Linked DNA regions of Mus musculus: region 1 is linked to region 2. Evidence: chromatin contacts called from public Hi-C data. All regions are on one chromosome and are shown on one strand. Each heading gives the region's core, a stretch centred on a gene start, on an enhancer-like site or on the middle of the called end of the contact. The rest is flanking DNA. Distances are from core to core; before and after follow the strand shown.

Region 1 (4,111 bases), core at 964-3,463, 44 kb after region 2:
CGCCCTGCTCCCCAACCTACTCACTCCTGCTTCCTGGCCCTGGCATTCCCCTGTACTGGACCAAGGGCCTCTCCTCCCACTGATGACTGATTAGGCCATCTTCTGCTACATATGCAGCTAGAGACACAGCTCTGGGGTACTGTTTAGTTCATATTGTTGATCCTCTTATAGGGTTGCAAGCCACTTCAGCTCCTTGGGTACTTTTTCTAGCTCCTCCACTGGAGGCCCTGTGTTCCATCCAATAGATGACTGTGAGCTAATGAGTTTCATATTTTCTCTTTCATTAATTCAAGATATCAAGTCTTAGGTTAATATCCTTGATCCACCTGGAGTTAAATTTTGTGTAGAGTGAGACATGAGGCTTGAGTTTCATTCTTCTGTATGTAGCTATCCAGTCATTTGTAGAGATGTGTATTGTTGGCCTGTCAGAATCAGGTTGCTGAAGGAGTTCGGGCTTTTATCTGATTTTTCCATTATCTTCTATTTATCAGTGTGTCTGTTTTTATGTCAATGCCATGTGGTTATTACTAAAGCTCTAGAGAAGGCAGGGATGATGATACTTCCAGCAGTGTTTTAGCTATCACAGGTCATGTTTATTTCCATATAAGTTTTGAGTTATTTTCAACTCCTGTGAATAATTGTGTTGGGATTTTGATGGGAATTGCATTTAATTTGGAGGTTGCTTTTGATAGGATGTCTATTTCATTGTTTTAATCCTACCGACTCATGAGCTTGGGGGATTATTTTATCTTCTATTGTCTTCCATTTCTTTATTACCTTAAAGTTTTTATTATACAGATCTTCCATTTGTTTGGCTCTAAGACATTTATATCTGTATTTGTTTTAGAATAACTATATTTTGAATATATACTTTTAAAAATATATATTAGAACATTTATATGTGTATATATGTGTATGTATGTACTATGTATGTAAGTCTGTATGTATATAATCTGAGACTGTTGTGAAAAGTATTGTTTCTCTTTTTCCTCAATGTCATTTGTATATAGGCAGGCTATAGATTTTAGTGTTAATTTTGTATTCTGTTACATTGCTAAAAGTTTACCAGCTCTAGAATTTTCCTGATGATTTTAAAGGTCTTTTATGTATCAAGCCGTATGATCTAACAGCAGTGACTGTTGACAGAACTCAGGCGAGAGCATCTTTCTCTCTTTAGGCAGACATTAGAAAATGACCCTTGCTTCCAGGTCTGCAATGCGCTCACTAGCACACTCTCCTTATGCTCGGGTACTAGGTGGAGCTAACATCTGTTCTTATAGAAGTTTTAAGTACTGTTCTATACCAGTTTACTAGAGTGTAAAACAGTAGTTAATAGCATGCTTTTCATACTTTTCTACCAGGCATGGATGGGCAGAAGCCTTTGCAGGTATCAAAAGTCCCCACATCAAATACATCTGTCCACATGCGTGAGTATTTCTAATATTTAGCTTTTTTTTCTTCAGAACCTATAACAAAATTGTGATAGCTTTGCTTTTCCAGAAAAATACTTGAATATAATTGTTTCCCTTTTAAATAAAAGAAGACTAATAGCATTCCTTAAAACTAAAATCTTCTCTTGGTTAAACTGGGGTGGAGGGAAGATTGCTATTTTGAAATTTAAGATATTCTTCTAGGGCTTGTGAGATGGCTCAGTGGGTAAGATCACTGACTGCTCTTCCAAAGGTCCTGAGTTCAAATCCCAGCAACCACATGGTGGCTCATAACCACCCATAATGAGATCTGATGCCCTCTTCTGGCGAATCTGAAGAAAGTTAGTATACTTATGTATAATAATAAATAAATCTTTAAAAAAAAATTCCCTGGGCGTGGTGGCACACACCTTTAATCCCAGCACTCGGGAGGCAGAGGCAGGTGGATTTCTGAGTTCGAGGCCAGCCTGGTCTACAGAGTGAGTTCCAGGACAGCCAGAGCTACACAAAGAAACACTGTCTTGAAAAACCAAAAAAAAAATTCTTCTAGAGCTCAAGAGAACTTAAAGCCAGAACAATTCTTTTAGATATGTAAGTGCCTATGAAGCTCCAATCTTTATTAAATTGAAGACACTCAGCTTTTATTAGAGGCAGTGTGATATGCTGTTGTAGATACGGTTGTAGAACCTGGTTCAGAAAAATGTTTGCTGGTTCAGTAAGAAGCTAGCAAGTTTTAAGCAAACTCAGAAAATCAATTGGCTTTGCTAACTTGAGGTGAAAGGTTACTAAGTGAAGCCATGGGGGACGTTAGAGGCGCTGGAGCAGTGCCAGCGGGCTAGTGCTTACGCCTCAGAAATGGCAGCAGGACGACTGAGAAGAGTATCAAAGAGGAGTGAACCTGAGGGTTCCTTGTCCTGCAGCAGAGGGTCTAATTACCTCTGTAGGCTGCAGCTGAGTGCTTTGGCTAGCGTGGCGTGGCCAGCCCAAACAAGAGACAGAATTCTTCACTATATTTGCCCCTAAATTGAATTACTCTAAGACTGTTTCCTAACCTGGGGAAGTTTATGTTTTCATAGAATGTTGAATGGGTTTGTTGTATGAATCAGGATGATAGTGGCTCTGGTAATTAAGAGTATATTCACATTCCTTTCTCCTTTCCTCTTGTACCAGGCTTTTTTGATTACTCAGCCTGTTTTTCATTACAGACTTGAGTTGAACATAATGGACACTTGGGTAGAACTTATATTTATCTATAGGTCTCTTAATCAAGCAGGCATATAACTAAGGAATAAGCAAAATGTGATTCAGGCATATGGGAGTTAATGGAACAGTAGCTAGGCAATAAAATGTTCTTAGCAGAGTCTCAATTGTTTGTGTATTTCTAATGGTCTCAGTTCTTAGAAATTACAGGTATAAAGTAAGGCCGTTGAGACAGAAAGTATTTGTTATGAGCCAAGTTTAGTCCTTGGCCACAGCTGCTCTGCTTTCAGAAAGCAGTGGCTGGACAAAGAGAACAGAGCTGGGAAGGTGGATGTGTGAACTGCAGTCCATGTTAAAGTCGTAGTGTGAAACGTGGCTGTTACTCTCATGTGCTCTTTGTTTCTTTTCCACCTAGCCCTGTGATGCCAGTCACATTAAATATGAATATGGCTATGCCTTCTTGGTAAGTAAGAGTTTACTTCCTCATTAATGACCTTGTAGCCTTTGCAGGAGGCTTTTTATTTTTTATTTTTTCTCCATAAGTTGCAGGTCATGATCCTGTGCTGCTCTTCAGGGGCTGCTGTATCCCTTAAGAGGCTAGACTAGGCCTTTGTGTCCTTCTCTGGGTAGCATGATGTACATGAGTTAGAACTTGACACAGTCTGGCCTCTCCCCTCATGGACTCAGTCATTCAGGGACAGGACCAAATAGAGGCAAAGAAGATACACACAGGCATAGCATGTAACAGTTACAATGGAATCACTGGTCTAAAGAAGCTTTTTTTAAAAAAAAAAATTCTTCTATGCACTATATAGCCAACAGTGCCTTTTTTTTTTAAAGATTTGCCTGTTTATTTTATGTATATGAGTACACTGTAGCTGTCTTCAGACACACTAGAAGAGGACACTAGATCCCATTACAGATGGTTGTGAGCCACCATGTGGTGGCTGGGAATTGAACTCAAGACCTCTAGAAAAGTAATCTGTGCTCTTAACTGCTGAGCTATCTCTCTGGCCCCTGTGCATCCTTTTTTAAGATATGCTTAAACTACAAGAGAGCATTTAAGCGTAACCTTTATTCCAATATTCATACTTTATATTTGTGAGTTAAGAGAACGGTAGAAAAGCCATTTTCTGGGAGTAATGAAGAGAAATCTACCCCACTATTTGGTGTTTGTTGGGTTCATTTATCGAACATTTGATTCATGAGATGCACACTGATTACGCCGCAGCCTCTTTATTCTGCCAACTCTTGTCTTCCTGGCTGGCTGGTTGGATGTTAAGGCCATTCATTGCCTTGTCATTCTCTCAAGGTGCCTCTCATGCCCTTCACAGCCAGAAAGTACAGTTAGTGAGGGTCCCTCTGTGCTACTTGTGGGTTTCTTTCCACTGCCGAGACTCTGGATTTGTCAAACACTACTGTTTTGATCTTGGCACTTTGATATTCGGTCCAGCTCCTGCTGTTCTGTCCTTTGCGCACGT
Region 2 (3,952 bases), core at 530-3,029:
TTACCTATGTCCTTCATTAAATCCATATTTTGGGATTCGTATGTAAAATGGAGTCTGCCCTCCCTCAAAGCCCAGCCTTGGCCGGGTTCCTCTCTGCCTTTCTCCTTTATGGCCTCTGCCACACTTCCTACCTCTTCTCCGATCTCTTGGACGTCTTTCCTACAAGAAAAAGTGAGTTTTAAGATCTTCAGATACATTTCTGAAAACTGTCTCATCTCATAGCATATTCCATATTAATGCTGTTTATCCATTGCACCAGAGGTAAAGTACCGTGTGCCAAGCCCTGCTCTAGCTGCGTGCTCATCTTTATACTCCACCAACATAGTTCTCTCAGAATGTAGCTGATCCTAGTAACCAAAATACAAGGTGAAACACAGGGCAAAGTTCTAAGGAAGGGATGGGATCCAACAGGAATAACAAGCTCTACAATAAGCTAGGTCCCTGTAGTGATTGCTATCTGCTAGGTTGAGGCAGGAGGATTCAAAGTTCAAGGCCTGCCTAAGCTACAAAAAAAGGGCAAGGCCAGCAACCCCCAATTTTCTGAGAGTCTGTCTCTGAATAAAGCATTTAAAAATCGGGAAAGGGAACCAGATGTGGTGGCGCATGCCTTTAATCCCAGCACTCGAGAGGCAGGGACAGGAGGATTTCTGAGTCCGAGGCCAGCCTGGTCTAAAAAGTGAGTTCCAGGACAGCCAGGGCTCTACAGAGAAACCCTGGGGGGGGGGGGGGGGGGGGGCGGTGAGAGGGCATCGGGAAAGGGTTTGGGATTACAGCTCAGTGGTATAGTGTGCTTGAACAAACAAGCTAAGGGCCTAAATTTAGTCTTCAGGAAAAAGCAGCTGGAACGGAAAAAGAAAATCCTAGAACTAAACAGCCAAAACGAGGCTTGAGTGACATTAAATGTTTTATTTTTAAATTAATCGTAAATATGTAATTAGATCACATATGGCTAAGGAAAACTCCAATTTTTGCTAGGGACACATTCTAATTTCCTAAATTCCTAAAAGATAAGCTCCTGGCAACTTGTCCCCCTCCACAGAATTGTAAAACTGATGTGAAATGATTAATTGCTTCGGTAAAGTTCCTCATGTAGCTGTAAGTTCCCCAGAAATAAAGTAATTGCGACCTTTCAAAGCCCTCCACCTTCTACCCCTTTAACCTGGGCCTAAGGGGAATTGTGGTTGGCTGCACTATAACATTAAAAAATTGGCTAATTACAACTGGATAGAGTCGGGTAGTCTTTCGGTGTTCTCTAACTCCGTAACATCTTTCCCTTAATTGACTTTGTCAACCGCCCCCCCCCCTAAAAAAAAAGCCGTATATTAAGTTACTGTAAAAGCCGAGCAGCCGACCCACAACAGTTTTCTAGTTGCACCCTGGGTTGCACATTGGCCAGCTGGAATGTAGAAAAAACACTGGGATTTTTATAACGACGATAGGCACTTGCTAAGCAGTTCAGTTTAAACGCAATTTTGGATGAATCGTCTGCAGTTCCCGAGTGTGTACCCTCCGCCTGCTTAGCATCCTTAACACTGGGCGCACGCGGAAGGGAGCCAGGCGCCCGCACGCGTCCATCGCCAGAGTGACGCGGCCCCTGCACTCCCCGCACCGCCGCCAAGCGTTTACCCGTTTTCTGGAGTTAGGACTGGGCTTCAGGTTGGCCAGGCTCACTCTCGGCAAGGACCGCAGCAGGTCCAGGCTGGTCCCGCAGCCGCGCGCCGTGCCAGCCATGACCCGCGGTGCTTCAAGGGCGCCCAGGAAGCGGCGTAGACTCCGCGTTGCTTTACGGCTCCGCCCGGCCCCTGTCGCGCTGCAGCGGCCGTACTGCCCCGCCCCTGTCGTGCTGCAGAGCGACCGCATCCGCGTCGGTAGGCTATGTCTTCCAGCTTCCAGGCTTGATGTCTTTTTACTTCGGGGAACTGCATCAACTTTTGTGAGATCATGCTTTATCCTCTGGCTTTGGTACCATTTTGTGAACGAAAACTGTTCTCTTCTGCCCTGTAATGACTGAACACGCTGTACGGTAAAAGTGGGGCCTCATGAAGCGAAAAGTAATCCAAAATGATGTGAACAGGTTCAAGCTTTGAGACTCTGGTAATTCAACTGTTACAGTGCCTGGCTCTAGAATTAATTGTCTAATTAGGTTCAACCTAATAGCGTGCCTTGCAGTTAACGATGGGGGGTGGGGCATACTTAGCTCCTGGGGTATGCCAGAAACTGAGTTAAAGTTAGCCTTACTAGATTCATATAAACAACCACGCTAGAAGCGAGGTGTGGTTTTATGCCTATCAGATCGACCCAGCTGTCACAGCAGATGGTATAGATAGGATTCAAAGCTAATGAACTTAAACTGCCAAACATATATTTAACTCTCCAAATTAAATGATTTTTAAAACTTGTCTTAATACAAGTAATATAGAAAACAATGTGTTCATTTTTATATTCTTTTTCCGTTCCACTGTCTTGCTGGAGAATTGCTCCTACCAAGCTCTATCAGTTATATAGTGAAGGTGAGACAATTTAATAAGCAGCTGTTTCTAACTCAAATAAACCTTTATTTTTATTTTATTGATTCATTGTGAATTTCACATCATACACTCCAGATCCACAATCCCTCCGTCCTTTTTGCCCTTGCAAACCCCCCCCCCCCCAAAATAAAAATAAAGTTTAGGAAACCTCATCGTGAAGCTGTCGTGTGTCACAGTGTGTCCTACAGTATACCCTTTTGTCCATACATTATTACTTGCAAATGTACATTGCAATGAGTCATTGGTCTGGTTCTAGGTCTCTGGCTTCTGCTACACCAATATTGGATCCTCACAGGGACTCTATTCGGTTATCCTGCTATTGTCCTAGGTCACTGAGATCCTGCAGCTCTGGATCAGCAGGACTAGCTAGCCCTTTCACATGTTCCAACAGGTTACACATAAGGTAGATATCGGGGTGAGCTACTCAAAACCATGGATTTGGGCCTGGGGCCAGAGCCTGCTGGTCATTCAACATGGAAACCACGACTTGGGGTATGAGGATGATTATAGGAAAGGCAAAAAGAAGATGGAAGAGACAGATATGGGAGGGCTACAGGTCAATACCACCACTAGCAGCAAGTTTACTTTCTCAGTGTCTTTTAAAGGCTAGCAACAGAAAGCATGACCAATTCCAGGAAGTTAAACAATGAACATGAACATTTATGTGATAAGTGTATGGTACACACTATCCATGTTTGACTAAGGCCATTTCCTTCAGGCTTGGACAGTCTCTCAAGGACATATGTAAAAGCAGAGGAACTTGGCAGGATATAATGCATGTCTTAACTAAAAGCAAAAGCATGTTAGCAGACTCATTCATGATTAATTACAAGCAAGAACTCAGCCAACATTAACTCTGGAAGTGCTCCCCACATGTCCCCTTTTTATCTATGCAAGCCAATGAAATTGAGGAAAGCCAAAATACTGTGTTGCATTTCTTGTAAGGATACATTTTCTTTATTGTATGGTTTATGTGATGTCACTAATATTAATCAGTCATAGTGGAAATGGTCTGTAGCCAATTGTATGCTGTTTGTCCCATATGCAACATAGTAAGCATAGAAAACTATGAGAATGAATTGAAGAGTGCCACAGACTCTCTTTGGTCACTGTCTGTGTGGAACAGGTCTCTGGTTGCAGGTGGACAAGGAGTTGGCAGGAATTGACAGACTCTACACAAGGGAGTGTGGATCTGAATGTAATTTGTCAAATTGAGCATCAAACTTTTTATACAGAAGAAAATAGGGAAGTTGTGTGACACACCTGCAAGGTACAAAGAGGCTACTGGATTCTTACAAAAAACAGGAATGCAAACACAGAAGGACTGGCAGGAACCAACTGGGATAAAATTCAATGTTAACAACTGGGATCAAAGGCAGAGGCAGGCAGATTTCTGAGTTCGAGGTCAGCCTGGTCTACAAAGT

Evidence for each region. Hi-C and Micro-C count contacts between places; a contact is called where the count stands out from the background.
Region 1: a Hi-C map of liver shows a contact between it and region 2, with 5 times the contacts expected there. The contact joins the enhancer-like site here to the promoter of Mrpl15 in region 2. A contact is called at or near these places in 5 of 39 promoter capture datasets (embryonic stem cells, liver, macrophages and 1 more), 41 of 484 Hi-C or Micro-C datasets (the AML12 cell line, CD8 T cells, embryonic stem cells and 7 more), 6 of 115 datasets of contacts at active chromatin or transcription factors (the SCID.adh cell line, embryonic stem cells and liver) and 4 of 9 other capture datasets (adipose tissue, embryonic stem cells, liver and 1 more).

Annotation. Positions count from the first base shown.
Region 1 is chr1:4,827,223-4,831,333 of GRCm38.p6, forward strand. Lypla1 (lysophospholipase 1) reads left to right here. Exons shown (of 9, transcript NM_008866.3): 3 at 1,362-1,427; 4 at 3,046-3,093. Among named protein-coding and RNA genes, the nearest start is that of Lypla1, 21 kb to the left of the region's middle. Within about 2 kb of position 2,214, at least 5 of the 459 cell types and tissues checked have an H3K27ac peak or open chromatin away from gene starts, as enhancers often do. A contact at or near this core is called in liver, where this site is marked.
Region 2 is chr1:4,783,947-4,787,898 of GRCm38.p6, forward strand. Mrpl15 (mitochondrial ribosomal protein L15) reads right to left here and starts at 1,780. Exons shown (of 5, transcript NM_001177658.1): 1 at 1,627-1,780; 2 at 5-159. The coding sequence starts at 1,731.